Regions from separate parts of the Sorghum bicolor genome. Here region 1 is linked to region 2. A link is a contact called in public HiCAR-type data. All regions are on one chromosome and are shown on one strand. The core of a region is the stretch at or near the end of the contact, and the rest is flanking DNA. Distances in the headings are between cores, read along the strand shown. Region 1 holds the start of LOC8075385 (probable transcription factor RL9). Region 2 holds the start of LOC8075383.

Evidence for each region. HiCAR-type assays count read pairs that join an accessible place to other places.
Region 1: a contact with region 2 is called in a HiCAR-type map of leaf, with 4 times the contacts expected there. The contact joins the promoter of LOC8075385 here to the promoter of LOC8075383 in region 2. A contact is called at or near these places in 2 of 4 Hi-C or Micro-C datasets (leaf and leaf mesophyll) and 1 of 1 datasets of contacts at active chromatin or transcription factors (leaf).

Annotation. Positions count from the first base shown.
Region 1 is chr7:55,098,265-55,104,684 of Sorghum_bicolor_NCBIv3, forward strand. It overlaps LOC8075385 (probable transcription factor RL9), which reads left to right and starts at 4,954. Exons shown (of 6, transcript XM_021464371.1): 1 at 4,954-6,233; 2 at 6,419-6,420. The coding sequence starts at 5,348.
Region 2 is chr7:54,888,496-54,895,365 of Sorghum_bicolor_NCBIv3, forward strand. It overlaps LOC8075383, which reads right to left and starts at 2,854. Exons shown (of 3, transcript XM_002445466.2): 1 at 2,464-2,854; 2 at 1,480-1,717. The coding sequence starts at 2,766.

The DNA of each region.
Region 1 (6,420 bases), core at 3,704-6,203, 210 kb after region 2:
TTTTATGCTTTATAATATGTTAGTGTATTAGTATATGTAAATTTAATCTCTTTGTTTATGTATTAGTGTATATGTTAGTGTATGATATATTAGTGTATATACCCCTAGATACATAAATTTAATTTTATACATAAATTTAATTTTATGTATAAATTACATAGATTTCTGCGATGAGTTCTCCGCACAAGGACGAAGCACTGCAGTCCCAACCCACGGAGCAAGTAGAAGGGTCATCCCACCCTATGGAACAAGATCGTGAGGTCACGAAGCAAGTAGAAACGGGCGAAGCATCAGGATCGTCCTACGAACAAGAAGCTAGCGACGACATGGAGCCTCTAGAAGTGAGGAAGACTCGTCGTGAATTGGCACGTGACCCTGATTACAATCCAGAAGCCGATGAGGTAAATTAGAGACATTCACGATTCCATGTAATTAAATGATTTCTATGTATAGTTTCTACATATAAACATGCCCATGACTCACATGTCTATACTCAGGAGGCAATGTCTCAGTTTAGAGAGATGATGTCTCAGGAGGAAGTGGCACACGAAGACGCACCGGAACCGACGACCGCAACGACGAGCCCTAAGAGGCCATGTCAGTCTAGGAAAAGGAAGCGGCTAGGTTTGAAACGAGGCGAGAGAGAGGGTTGAACTTTCCAGATTACACATATGCCATCAGAGATGTGAGCCCTACCGGACAGCCCCTAGCTCCAGAGGAGGCCCTACCCAAATACAGGAACGCAATTGGTTTTTGTGTGAGGGACTTTCTTGACATCACAATTAAGAACTGGTTCGGTGTGTCGAATAATCACAAGATTAAAATTTGGGATAAGATTAAGACAAGGTTCCAGTTTTCTAGGAATGTGCCAGAAGATTTAGTGAAGGCATATACAATGAAGCAGTGTGCGGTTAGTTTCCGAAATTGGAGGTCGGAGATGAATGTCAAGTATGCAAAGACAGGGATGGATCCGACAACCAAATACAGGATTACTAAAGGGCAGTGGGCTGTTTTTCTAGAGCAGAGAAATGACCCTAACTTCTTAGCTCGGAGCGAAGCCAACTCCCAGCTCGCAAAGAGGAACAAGTACCATCACCATCTAGGCACAGGTGGTTACCAGCACCAAGTTCCTAAATGGAGGCAAGAAGAGGCTGCGAAGAAGGCAGTAGGGTTGCCAGTGTTGTCCGAGCAAGTCGGTGAAAGGTCCACAAATTGGATCCGTGCTCGAAAACCAAAGGAAACCGAGACGGGTGTGTCCTTTGAAGACCCAATGTTTGATGAAGCAATGAAGAGCATCTTTGCAGTGGTAGGCAAGTAGCAGGAAGGCAAGTTCACGCCACGAAGGGAGAGAGACATCCTGTGTGTTGGCCTCGGTAACCCCGAGCATCCTAGCTGTGTTCGAGGCATTTCATCCAAAGAAGGATGGAAGGATGGATTCGGCCCTCAATGGAAAAATGAGTATAAGAAACATGATCGGTACAAGGAACAAATGGCAAATTATTTTTAGGAAGAGGCTAAGAAAGACTTCCAAGAGATGATGGAGAAGTTGCTAGAAAACCCTCCTCATAAGTTGATGCAGAAACTAGCGAGTGTCATGTCAAATCAATAGATGAGCACTCAAGCTCCCCAAATGCAGCTAGTCCCAGTGGTGTCACAACCGTTGGTGGCACCGAGTGAAACAATCATTCCAAGCAGTGTCGCATCTACAGCAAACAAGGATCACTATCCCGTTGATGACATTGTTACTTCTACACCTTGCTCCCTTGTCATAAGATATGGGATTAACAATCATCATACAAGGGAAGTAGCCACGGGCAAAGCGATCCCAGGAGGACCTAAATACCATGGTGCTGACATTCCTAAAGACTACTGCAGAGTTGAGGTATCAACCGTGGTCCAAGGATATGAGGACGAGATTCTAGACATCCCTGGTCCCGAGGACATTGTGAAACTAGGACAGGCGATAAACAATTTCATCCTTTGGCCTCAGAGGGACGTGCAACTAAGGGAGCCACCACCACCCTCTTAACAGATGCCACTCACCCAGGAGTCGTCAGCTCATGTCGATCCTCTTCCTAACCCACCGCCTTCACCTCCCCAGTCTCTTCCTGACCCACCAGAATCACCTCTCCATGTTTTCCCTGTCCATCAACCATCTCCTCTCCATGATCTTTCTACCCCACAGTCAACACAATCTCCACCACCATTCAATTCCACCCCTTCCCCACAACTCAAAGATCAAGAACCAAGAAGTGAGCCACCAAAGGTGCCAATCAAGAAGAAAGTATTTCCAATACCCAAGTTGATTTCACCATACGAGCCAAAGAAAAAATCAGCTGGGCAAGTGAGATTTTTGTCAGGCATTGCTTCTAAACGCACAGTACAAGAGCATGAGATTTCTGAGCTAGCAAAGTCAGAGATGTCGGCGCCTAAGGTCATAACTCCTATCAAATTCAAGGTGCCAACTGCAAAAGACTACAAGCATATCCCCAAAAAGTACGTGTGGGGAAAGCCTCTACTCAGTCGAACCAAACTTATGAAGAAACCAAGTGGTATAAAAAGGTTTCGTGACTGGTACATGAGAGCCTCTTCTGCTGGCATCGACACCATAAGCATGCGCATACCACAAATAGCATTTCTCAACCAGAGTACTAACAAATGCATGCTTACATTTGATGACATGTGGGCACTGATGAACCATGAGATGCTAGATGTACAGATCGTAATGGCGTTTGCATTGTAAGTGTTACATAGTTACACACATTGTAGTTGCATCAATTTTCAATATCTAACATGCTTCTGTCTTGCAAAATGTTATATGATCAACAACATTTGTATTTTGGTTCAGACTTTAATTATTGTGTCGAAGAGAGGAATGCCTATCTCTGCCCAATAGATATAGCCGAAAATCGGCACACATTCCGGATCGGAAATGACAGCACAGAGGTACAGGGTTTGGAAGGTGCAGAACGGGATGAGAAACTCCAAAAGTTGAAACTTGATTTTGAAGCCAAATACGCCTTCTACATTGGACATTCACTAATAAAGTTTCAAGACAGGAAAGCGGTGGTGGCCCCATACCACTTTGGGTAAGTGTGAGTTTACAAATATCTATCTAAACTATTCCAATGCATAAATGCATCATGGATTTAATTCGAGCAGGAACCACTGGATATGCTTCATCATTTATCCCAAGGAGGGAAAGGTGTTGGTACTAGACTCCGCAGATTACCCGAAAGAAAGCTATGCTCCATTCATCAAACTGCTAGAGCTGTAAGTCAAGCTATGCATGCATACTTAAGCATAGTGAGAGTTTGACAATAACATGATGATTCTATTTGAGATCATAGGGCATACAGGTTCTATAAGATAAATCATGGAAAGTTCGAGTCCAAGAGACCAGGACAACCATTGGAGGTTATACATAACTGGCTGGTACGTATAAAAATTTACTATTATGAATACAAATTATACACATAGGACCACAGTTGCAACTATATTTAAATAACCACTCTCCTGTTATACAGTGCATGAAGCAACCACCCTTATCTATCCTCTGTGGCTACTACGTGTGCGAGAACATGAGAGAGAACGGACGATGTGCAAGGAACCCTGACAAGGTAATATAAGTAATAGTCTATTAAAGTTGGAAGTCATAAAATATATAATGTTTATAAACTTTCTTTGCAGGTATATAAGCAAGGGACGGCGGGGCGCATGGACGAACGTGCTTTAGATAATATAGTTGAGGACATCTGCTCTTTCATCATGAAGCATGTCATTCCACGTGAAGGCAAATATCATGATAATGAAAGCCAATTATCCAGGCCACAGTTCCGAGTGCTAACAGAGATTAGTAAGCTCAAACTTACTAAAGAGGGTTATTAGAGGACAAATAAACTTTGATGTGTGTGTGTGTATATATATATATATATATATATGTGATGATGGATATATTCTTGTAATTAACTTTATGTCTTTGAGCACCAAACTTTGACATATACAAATGTATGTATGAGATGAAGTGTTTAAATTGCATGTTGCTATGATTGAAGACCAACCAATATCAATATATTTAAATAATAACAATAAAAAAATAAATAAATAATAAATAAATAAATAATATATATTTTAATAGGTTACCACAGGCAGCTCTGTTAGGGAACCGCCTGTGTAAATAAGCTGGCGGCTCTCAAGCAGCCGCCTGTGAAAATGGACGATTTCTACTAGCTCCCAGCGCAGACGGTGCTGAAAAACACCTGTAGAAATATGTTACCAACCGCCTGTATAGTGTGCTCATGTACTAGTGCCACCAGCCTAATCCTAGGGCAACGACGAGCTCCGCCATGAAGTCCCCATTGCCAGCCTTGTCCAACTGCCATCTCACGCTGCCCCGGTGGGCAACACCTCCGACATGGTCTCACCTGCCTCCACCGTCATGTCACAGTCGCCGCTCCCTAAATCCCCTTCTAATCCCGCCTAGAAACAAAATTGTAACCTCACTAGAACTCGAATGTCGACAAGTTCCTCATCTTCGACGCTAGCGACTTCCTTCTTCTTTCTCTCTAGCGTGAGCTCCTTCTTCTTCCTCTCCGGCGCGGGTGTGGGCAAACCTGGTCAGGCACGTGCCCGTGGGCCGGTGTGTTGCGTGGTCACCCCCCGGTGCGACAGGTCGCTTAATAGAGTTTGCGTTAGTGAAAGCATACTGTGACGTATGTAAGTTTGATGATGGGTAGGAGTAGTTTTTTTTTTGACAGAACGTGTAGTTTTGATGAATTTACTCATAAATACACCCTTGACTCCCCGTGGTCCCGCGCTAGGGTTGTCATCTTCTCGTGCGTGCGCACAAGCGACCCCTGGCCTCTCATCTGGTAGACATATTCATATTCTCTCCCATATCACATAATCTCTCTCTCCCCCCACTCTGTATTTATATACTCGTCTGATCAGTCTCTTTCTCATATGTCTCTTGCCTTTTAATGCCGTAAACCTAACCAAGACAAGTTGACAACACAAGAAACCAATTGAATTCGGCTGCCCTAATATCTCATCGATCTCCTTTGACATCTCAAGAGAAAGAGGGGGGGACGAGACGAACAAGAGAGAGAGAGAAACCACTGGCTCGGCTCTAAGCTAGCTAGCTAGCTACTGCGATAGCAACTCGCAAAAAAGCGGCACCACACAACACACACATACACACCAGAAAAACACAAAGCACAAGCAAAATAAGCATCATCCCCCGGCCACCAAGAATAACCTTCACTGCCTTTCTTCATCCGGCCGATCCCTTACGCTAACCGCCAGCTGCTAGCAAGCTAGGGAGAGGGCGCGCGCGCGGCATCGATCTATGGAGGCGCGGGCAGCGTCGGCGCCGGACCTTTCGCTGCACATCAGCCTGCCGAGCAGCACCACCGCGTCGTCGCCGTCGGCTCCCGCCCCGGGGCTGGGCGCCGCCGGAGGAGCAGGGCGTGGTGCGCAGCAGCCGGCCGCCGGAGGGGACCCGTGGCGGCGTCTGAACGGATCCACGGCGTCGACCGAGCTGTCGCTCTCGCCGCCGCCGCGGCAGCAGGAGGCGGTGGCTGCTGGTGACGTCCTCCCGTGGCGGTTCCGGCCGCCGCCAGCGACGAATAATTACTCCTCCTCCACCACCGCGGAGGTAGCAACGTTCGTGCCGGTGACTGTGCCGAGGCTTTCGTTCGACGCCGCGGCGGAGGCGGAAGCGGCGCGGGCGAGGCCAATCAACGGAGTGCCCGTCTACAGTAGCCCGCGGGCCGGCGCCGCCCATCCTTTTTTAGGCGGCGGCGGCGGCGAGTACCGCCAGCAGGGCCACCACCACTCGAAGGCCGCCGGGCTATACAACAATCCCTACCACTCCTCGTCGTGGCCCTCGTCCATGCTGCGCTCGACGACGACGACGACGTCCCCCGGCGCCGTGGCGCCCTCGGCGTCCGACCCCGCGGCGGCGTCGTCGTACCTCTCGCCGCCGTCCGCGTACCACCGGATGCTGTCGAGCACCGGCCGGCTCCACCTCCAGGGCGTTCTCGCCGACACGCTCCGCGGCTACGGTGGCGGCGGGCACCACCAGCACCAGCACCTGGGCAGCCTGGCCGCGGCCCGCTACATGCCGAGGCTCCCGGTTTCTCGGCGCGGCATGCGTGCGCCGCGGATGCGGTGGACGAGCAGCCTGCACGCGCGTTTCGTCCACGCCGTCGAGCTCCTCGGCGGCCACGAGCGTGAGTCGCTAATTCCTCCGTCCGCTTTGCATCTCCATTTCATCCTCAGCTCCAGAACCCAATAAAAAAACCATGCATTTCATGGAGATCTGGTTGGATCATTTCATGCGGGATATGATGTGATGATTAATCTCGCTCCATCTCCCCGGCCGGCCGGCCGGCCTCTCTCGGCACACATCATACAGGG
Region 2 (6,870 bases), core at 1,604-4,103:
CAAGGAAACTGCTTTGTCAAAACAGATTATTTCCATGCTTACCTTTCTTAGATATTGGGCATCACAATCTCCATGAAATTTCTAAAGAGGGAATCGTAACTGCAGCTATTTCTGCTAAAGCTGTGCCACTTTATTCCCCATTATCCAGGGAATCTAGTTTGATGTCTACTTATTCTCCACTAATTTGTGGAGAAGGTGCTGTGGTGACTACTTACTATCCTAAAAGTAAAAAAGGTGAAATTGACAGGAGATCCTAGACTGTCAATTTGATATAGCCTTTCAGAAAGTCCTATGGAGGAAATGATTTATAACAAATGAAACTCTTTTCTTGGGATGGACAAGATGAAAATTGGAAACTCACCTAACCTACAAATTTTATTTGTAAGTTTTAAACTCATTTCATAGTTTTTCCCAAATTTCAGTTCTGCTACCTTTTCCTGATAATGCCTTTGAAAATCTTTAGTTTTGCAAGTTCATACTTTTAACCACATCTTAGACACTGACCCAGCACTAAAGGAGAATCTCTTCAACTCTGAAGTTTTATTTAACGATTTGCTTCTTGAATGAATTGTAATAACTACATGGTTCTCCTAATTATAGAAAACAGAATGTCAAAGAGAAAACCAGAAGCAGTATTAATAATTCACCAAATTTACAATGTATAGATGCCTCTACAAGGTTCTCCTAATTAGTAGTGCACACAATGTCAAAGAAAACAAGCACGATTTATAAATGATTCACCAACATTACCTAGTACTCACTGTTACTGAAACCATATAGCACAATAATTTCTTACTTCTTCCAGTGTTCTTAAAAGATTAAAACAATAGAGTTGGTGACTATTGACAATTTACTGTTAAGCATATAACAATGGGCAAACAACATTTGGTTCTCCCTAATTGTTGAAAAACAATTTAGTGCACGACTCTATTCTGATTCTGATGCTAAGGGGAGCACGCGGGCAAGTGTACAGATTGAGATGATTCAGTTGAAAATAGAAACATTTGTTACAGGTCCACCATAGTAATGTTGACTAAATTAACTTCAACGCAGAAGCGAAGAACATCTTATATAATGGTTGGAGATTCAGGTAAAGTCTTTAAGGTTTATATAATGCCTGAAGGTTGTTTGCATATTAACATATCAACAGCACTACTCCCTCCGTCCTGGAATAGGGTGCATTCTAGCATTTGAGACGTGTCCCCAAATATAGTACATTCGAGGAACAAGAAGATACTATTTACTTAAATAAAGTTACGGAAGAGGAAAGTAATTCAATGCCTACCATATTTTCTATAAGAAACATAGATTGCACCCTTTAATCATGGGAATAGGATCAGATTTCAATAGATTAGAAGTTAAGTGAGGGGTACATGCGTCTATTGCGCTCTCTCTTATTTTGTCTTAGAATAACCACAAGACACTGTATTGCATGACGGAGGAAGTACAAATTTTTACAGGGGAATAGAGATAATTTACCGGTAGCAATCATAACTCCAACAACTGCTGATATGACAGTCGCAGAAATGGCAAAGATAGCAGCTGATACTGCTCCAATATAAACTGCAACTAAGCAAGCAAAGAAGATAGCCAAGAATCCTCCAGCAGCAGCCAGTGACATCAGGACTGAGACGATGACCGCATTAGCAGTGGCAACCAACAGGAAGAACATGAAGATCAGAAGGCCAGTCAATGCTATAAGAGTGATTGTTCCGACCTGCCAGATCAGAAAAGTAGTTACTGAGAAATCCTAAAAATGGATGCCATACCAAAGACAAGGTATCATGTAAGAATTTAGGATCAAAACTGCACGCAAAAGCAACCTACCATGTTGTATTGCTAGTGAAAGAAACCTACCATGCTTTTGTTTCCACTTATACATGCTCCCTCCACCTTGAAATGCAGTGTAGTTTGAGTTGTCTGAAGTCAATCTAACCTAAGTTTGATAAGTTTCTTTTTAGAAACAACCAATAATACTTATGATATTGAATGAGCACTATTAAAAATCCTGATACCCTATGAAATCTATTTTTATAGTTTACCAATTTGGGATTGTAGATGCTAATACTCCTTTTTTTTATGTAAATTTAGTTAAACTTAAGGTAGTTTGATTTAGGACAAACTTAATATAATCCTACAATATCCCAGGAGTCGGACAAGAGGGATTACAATTCAGTCTATTTTCATTTCCCTCAACAGATTTCGTAATCATTTTGACCCCGGAGACCTAAAATGTATACCAATCTAAAACCAACATTGCAATGGGGACTGTGGCACAGTAATCCTGTCGACTGATAGCACAGACTAAAACAAGTGTGCAGCTATGCAATCACCAACAAAGACTTGTGCAAGTTGCGCAGACAATGAATGAAGTGTAGAACATCGAGTCAGATTTAGTAATAAACAGGGGCAAGAGAAACCCAATGCTTAGGGTGACGGGATCAAGGATGCGCGCGGGCCCACCGAGATGACGAGGATGGCGCGGAGGCCGCTGCCCCGCCTGGTCCACTCGAGCAGGTCCCGCGCGGAGTTCCGGGACGCGCCCCTCAGCCGCGGCGCGGCCTCGCAGGACGCCGCCCGGAGCCGCCGGAGCAGCGGCTCGTGCTCGTCGGGGTGCCAGACGCCGTCGACGAAGCTGCGGAGGACGCCGGCGAGCGTGTCCTCCTCCTCGCCGACGTCTACCTCGCGGGCCTCGCCTTTGGAGGCGGGCTTGGCGGTGGCGGTGGCGGTGGCGGTGGCGGTGGTGGTGGGCCCGTCCACATCCATGGCCGGAGGGGCGGTGGGGGACCGGGGAGGAGGGGAGTCAATGCAACTTGGCGTCGGCGAGGGGCGAACGGGGACGGGAACGGATGAGGGTGAGCGCCGTGCACGTGCTGGATTTTAACAAGAGGGGTTCGGGGGACACGTTGGCGGCTCGAGTGGCGCGGCCGTCGCCACGGAGGTGACAGGTGTTTCCCGTGGGCCCACCCAACCGAGCCAGCGAGTGCCGCCGTTTCTGCTGGCCGTGTTTAGTTCAGGCCTTGTTCAGCAAAAACTTTTGTTTTTGGGTCACGTAGCATTTTTGTTTTTATTCGATAAATATTGTCCAAGTATGAGTAATTAAGTTTAAAAGATTTATCTCGTAATTTATAGTTGAATTATGTAATTAATTTTTGTTTTTATCTATATCTAATGTTTCATGCACGTGCCGCAAGATTTGACGTGACGTGGGATATTTAAAATTTTATGTAGTTTTTGGAACTAAACAAGGTCTTAGGGAAAAATTTGGTAACACTGTAATATTTTCGTTTATTTATGGTAATTATTGTCGAAATATGGACTAACTTGGCTTAAAAGATTCGTCTCGTAAATTCCCACTAAACTATATAATTAATTTTTATTTTTGTTTATATTTAATACTTCATATATATGTCTAAAGATTTGATGTGAGGAGGAGCATGGTCCCGTTGCATTTGGATCAGGTTGAATTATTTGGCAGAAACAACGTGTCGCGAAAGTATTAATGTGTAGTGACAAATCACAAATGTCGGCACATCTTTAAATTTGGTGGCCGCGACGTTGTAGCTTTCAACTCAACTCAAGCGACAGCTACTGGCACCTTCCAATTCGCCCATTTGTCAATCAATAATCAAGACGATTAAATCATCTCCTCCGTGTTTTTTAAGGTATTTTTTGTTTGTATTTTTTCCTTCTTTTGCACTACAGGCTACTTCTCATAGTAACTTTCATGGGACATGCCATTGTTGTTATTCCATATTATCCTTTGGTGCTCATTTGTTGTTGTTTACTTGTTTCTATCCTTTGGTGAGGTATCATCCAACAAAGTTTGGAATGATGCCTCACCCGATTTGTGGAACTACTCCGAAGGATCTAATAAATACTTAGTCCATCTCAAATTATAAGATGTTTGATTTTCTTGACACCAAATTTGATCACTTGTCTTATTCAAAAATTTGTGTAAAATATCACTTTTTTTTGTCGTGGCTTGGTTTATTAATTAAAATTCTTTAAGAATGACTTAAATTTGACTATGTTTGCACAAATTTTTTGAATAAGACGAGTGGTTAAATTTGAGGTCAAAAAAGTTAAACGACTTATAATTTGAAATGAAGAAAGTACAACAGTAAGAAAACATATTCAACGCTCATTGCAATTCTGGAGCTTCACCCCTCTTTCCATGGATTTAGTTTACCTGTTAAACTTTAACAACTCTAACCAAACACTCCCTAAGTTCTTTATGCGACTCCTTCTCATAGATAGGCTCAACACCTAAAATATCCTCTGCAGAAAGAATATGGTCCTAGATGATTACGGTTATGTGTTGTGCAACTCAGGAAGTGAAGAAACAAGTTTCCACCTACTTTTTTAATGCAGTTTTAGTTTTGTCTTGCTGGGACACCATTTCAATCTCCTGGAACCTGAACTGCCAGCCTCTGGGCATGATAATCGAAGCTAGTACAGGCTTCAACGGTTCACTCTTCAGAGAAATTGTTATCACTATCTGTTGGGTCATCTAGACCACAAGGACTAGTACTATTTCGACAATGGCCACTTAACCATGATGCGTGGAAGACTCACTTCAGAGAGGAACTTGCTTGGTGTGCATCAAAGCCAAGAACAGCAAAATGTCTCCCTTTCTTTGTGGAAATATAGTTACAGCTAGATGTATATATTCCAGTTTTTTCTCTTTGGGCCTAGGTGCCTTGTACTTTTTGTTGTCTTTGTACAGTTGTACAGTTGTAATCTCTTATTTTCCTCAATAGAAAAGAAAAAATAGATAGGACTCCCTTGCCATTTCGGTCAAAAAAAGTTTTTGTTTTTCAGCCTGAAACTTTTAATTCTAATTGGCTGAGTGCACAACTCATGCAAAGGCTAGAATAAAGACGGTTCATTTTTCTAAAAAAAAATGTTCATCTTGGTTTTGTCCTAAATCATTTTTCTTCAGCTTTAATCAAGTTTGTATGAAATGCACCAACATTTATAACATCAAATTGTTCTATTAAATTCTCAAGACAAACGTCGATTTTTCCAAACTCTCGTGCCAATTTATTAATATTAAAGAAAATGTTTATGTTGAGAACATATATCTTTATATAGGTAGAAAGAGAAATTATTTTCTACTCCTAGAAAGTAGTTACATCCATGTATATTATATCTTTACATTCATGGTCTATATACTCCAACAAAGTCTATGTAGACAGTATATATGATCATACTAGACCATCTAGGGTAGTATACTAGTATGTATGCCAAGTATGCATATATTCTTAAAGTATCTGTATTTTATATACCACTGCAATGGTATTATAATAATATTAAAAATATAGGGCTCTTTTGAAAAAATTCACGTAGTGAGATTTGGAATATCATAAAATGAGTACATAAATATATTTAAACTGATAAATAAGTATACACATATATAAAATATGGTTTATTGAAGATGAAAGTAAAGTAATGTATAGATGTATGTTAGCCGTTGCTTCGGAAATACAGTCACAATGGGCCGGTCTGAATGCCTAAATTTGGAAGAAGAAAAAAAAAGAGCATGGATGTTGGAGAATAGGCCTGTCTGTATGTTATTGGGCCTTCTTGAAGTGGTACCGTGATCTGAGAAAGGTAGCAAATCGGCAGGGCTTAAAACTCATGTCCCAATAAACTTTCCGGCCCAGTTGCAGCTTCGTATTCCTTGCTCATGCTAGACTTGCTAAGAGCGTGTCCCATAGTTCTCATCAAAAATTGGAAGTGACTACAAAAAGGTTATTAGAAGTATATTTATTGAGCTTCTCTAATAGTTTCTGAATCCTACTCCTCAAATATAAAAAAATAATTTTGTATTAAAAATCCTAAACTTTTTTCCAAATCACCCTAACCGCTTTTATACTTGTTTTCTCTAGTATATTTGCATTAGAAACCCTATCTTACTCATATTCTTCCACACACATCCTTCCACCTTCAGATTGACGATCAACACGCGTATTTTACAACTGGATTAATTTTTCTAAGCGTGGAAAGATTGAGAGTTAAGATAGGGAGTTTTTGCAAACTAGTTTTTTCAATCTTGCCAAAAACGAGTGGGTTTTAGAAACTCTTGGAGATACTCTAATGCCCTGTCTAGGTCAGCTCAGCCACTAATCTTTAGTTTTTAGGCTCATCCAAACAGGCACTCTAAAACGTTGTCTAAAGTTTAGTCAATCTTACAAGAAAACCATTAATTTATTAGGCTAGATAAGTATGCTAAAGTAGTCTAAAGTTTAGTAGTTAACTAATAAACTTTATGAAACCATAAAATCTAAAAGGATCGAATTCTCGCACGCATGTGGTGAATTGCAACTTGCAAGTAGTACGGTGTGTAGGAGATAAAGAATGCAAAGACAGAGAGCGCTCTCTCTCCTGCTATGTATGAATATAAGTGTGAATCTTGTGTTCCACACAGCAGCAGTACATGTGCCCTTAGAGTAAAAATTTACTTTCTCCATAACACAGGTGGGTACTGTCTGACAGCGTTTTAGCACGTATATATGGTACGGGTGTATCCGGGGGTGCTAGGGTCCGAATGGGCGGACAGAATTCGCCGTCCGATGGTTTCCCGCCCAATTAATTCCCGCCCAATCGGAGTAGCACGCATGTGAATAAAGTCTGTCTTATAGGACCAATATCAGTGTAGCATAGCTAACGGTTGGCAGATGCTGTCTGTTCTATAGAGCCCACCTCATCCATGCATTCTCCACTTTCATCAACAAATTTTAAAAAGTCATAACTCCTAAACTAAATATCTAAATTAAAATCCGATTACACCATCGCATTTCTTATAATAAATCCTTCAAAACAAGATCTCACATGGATGTATTTAGATAAAATTTTATTAATGAA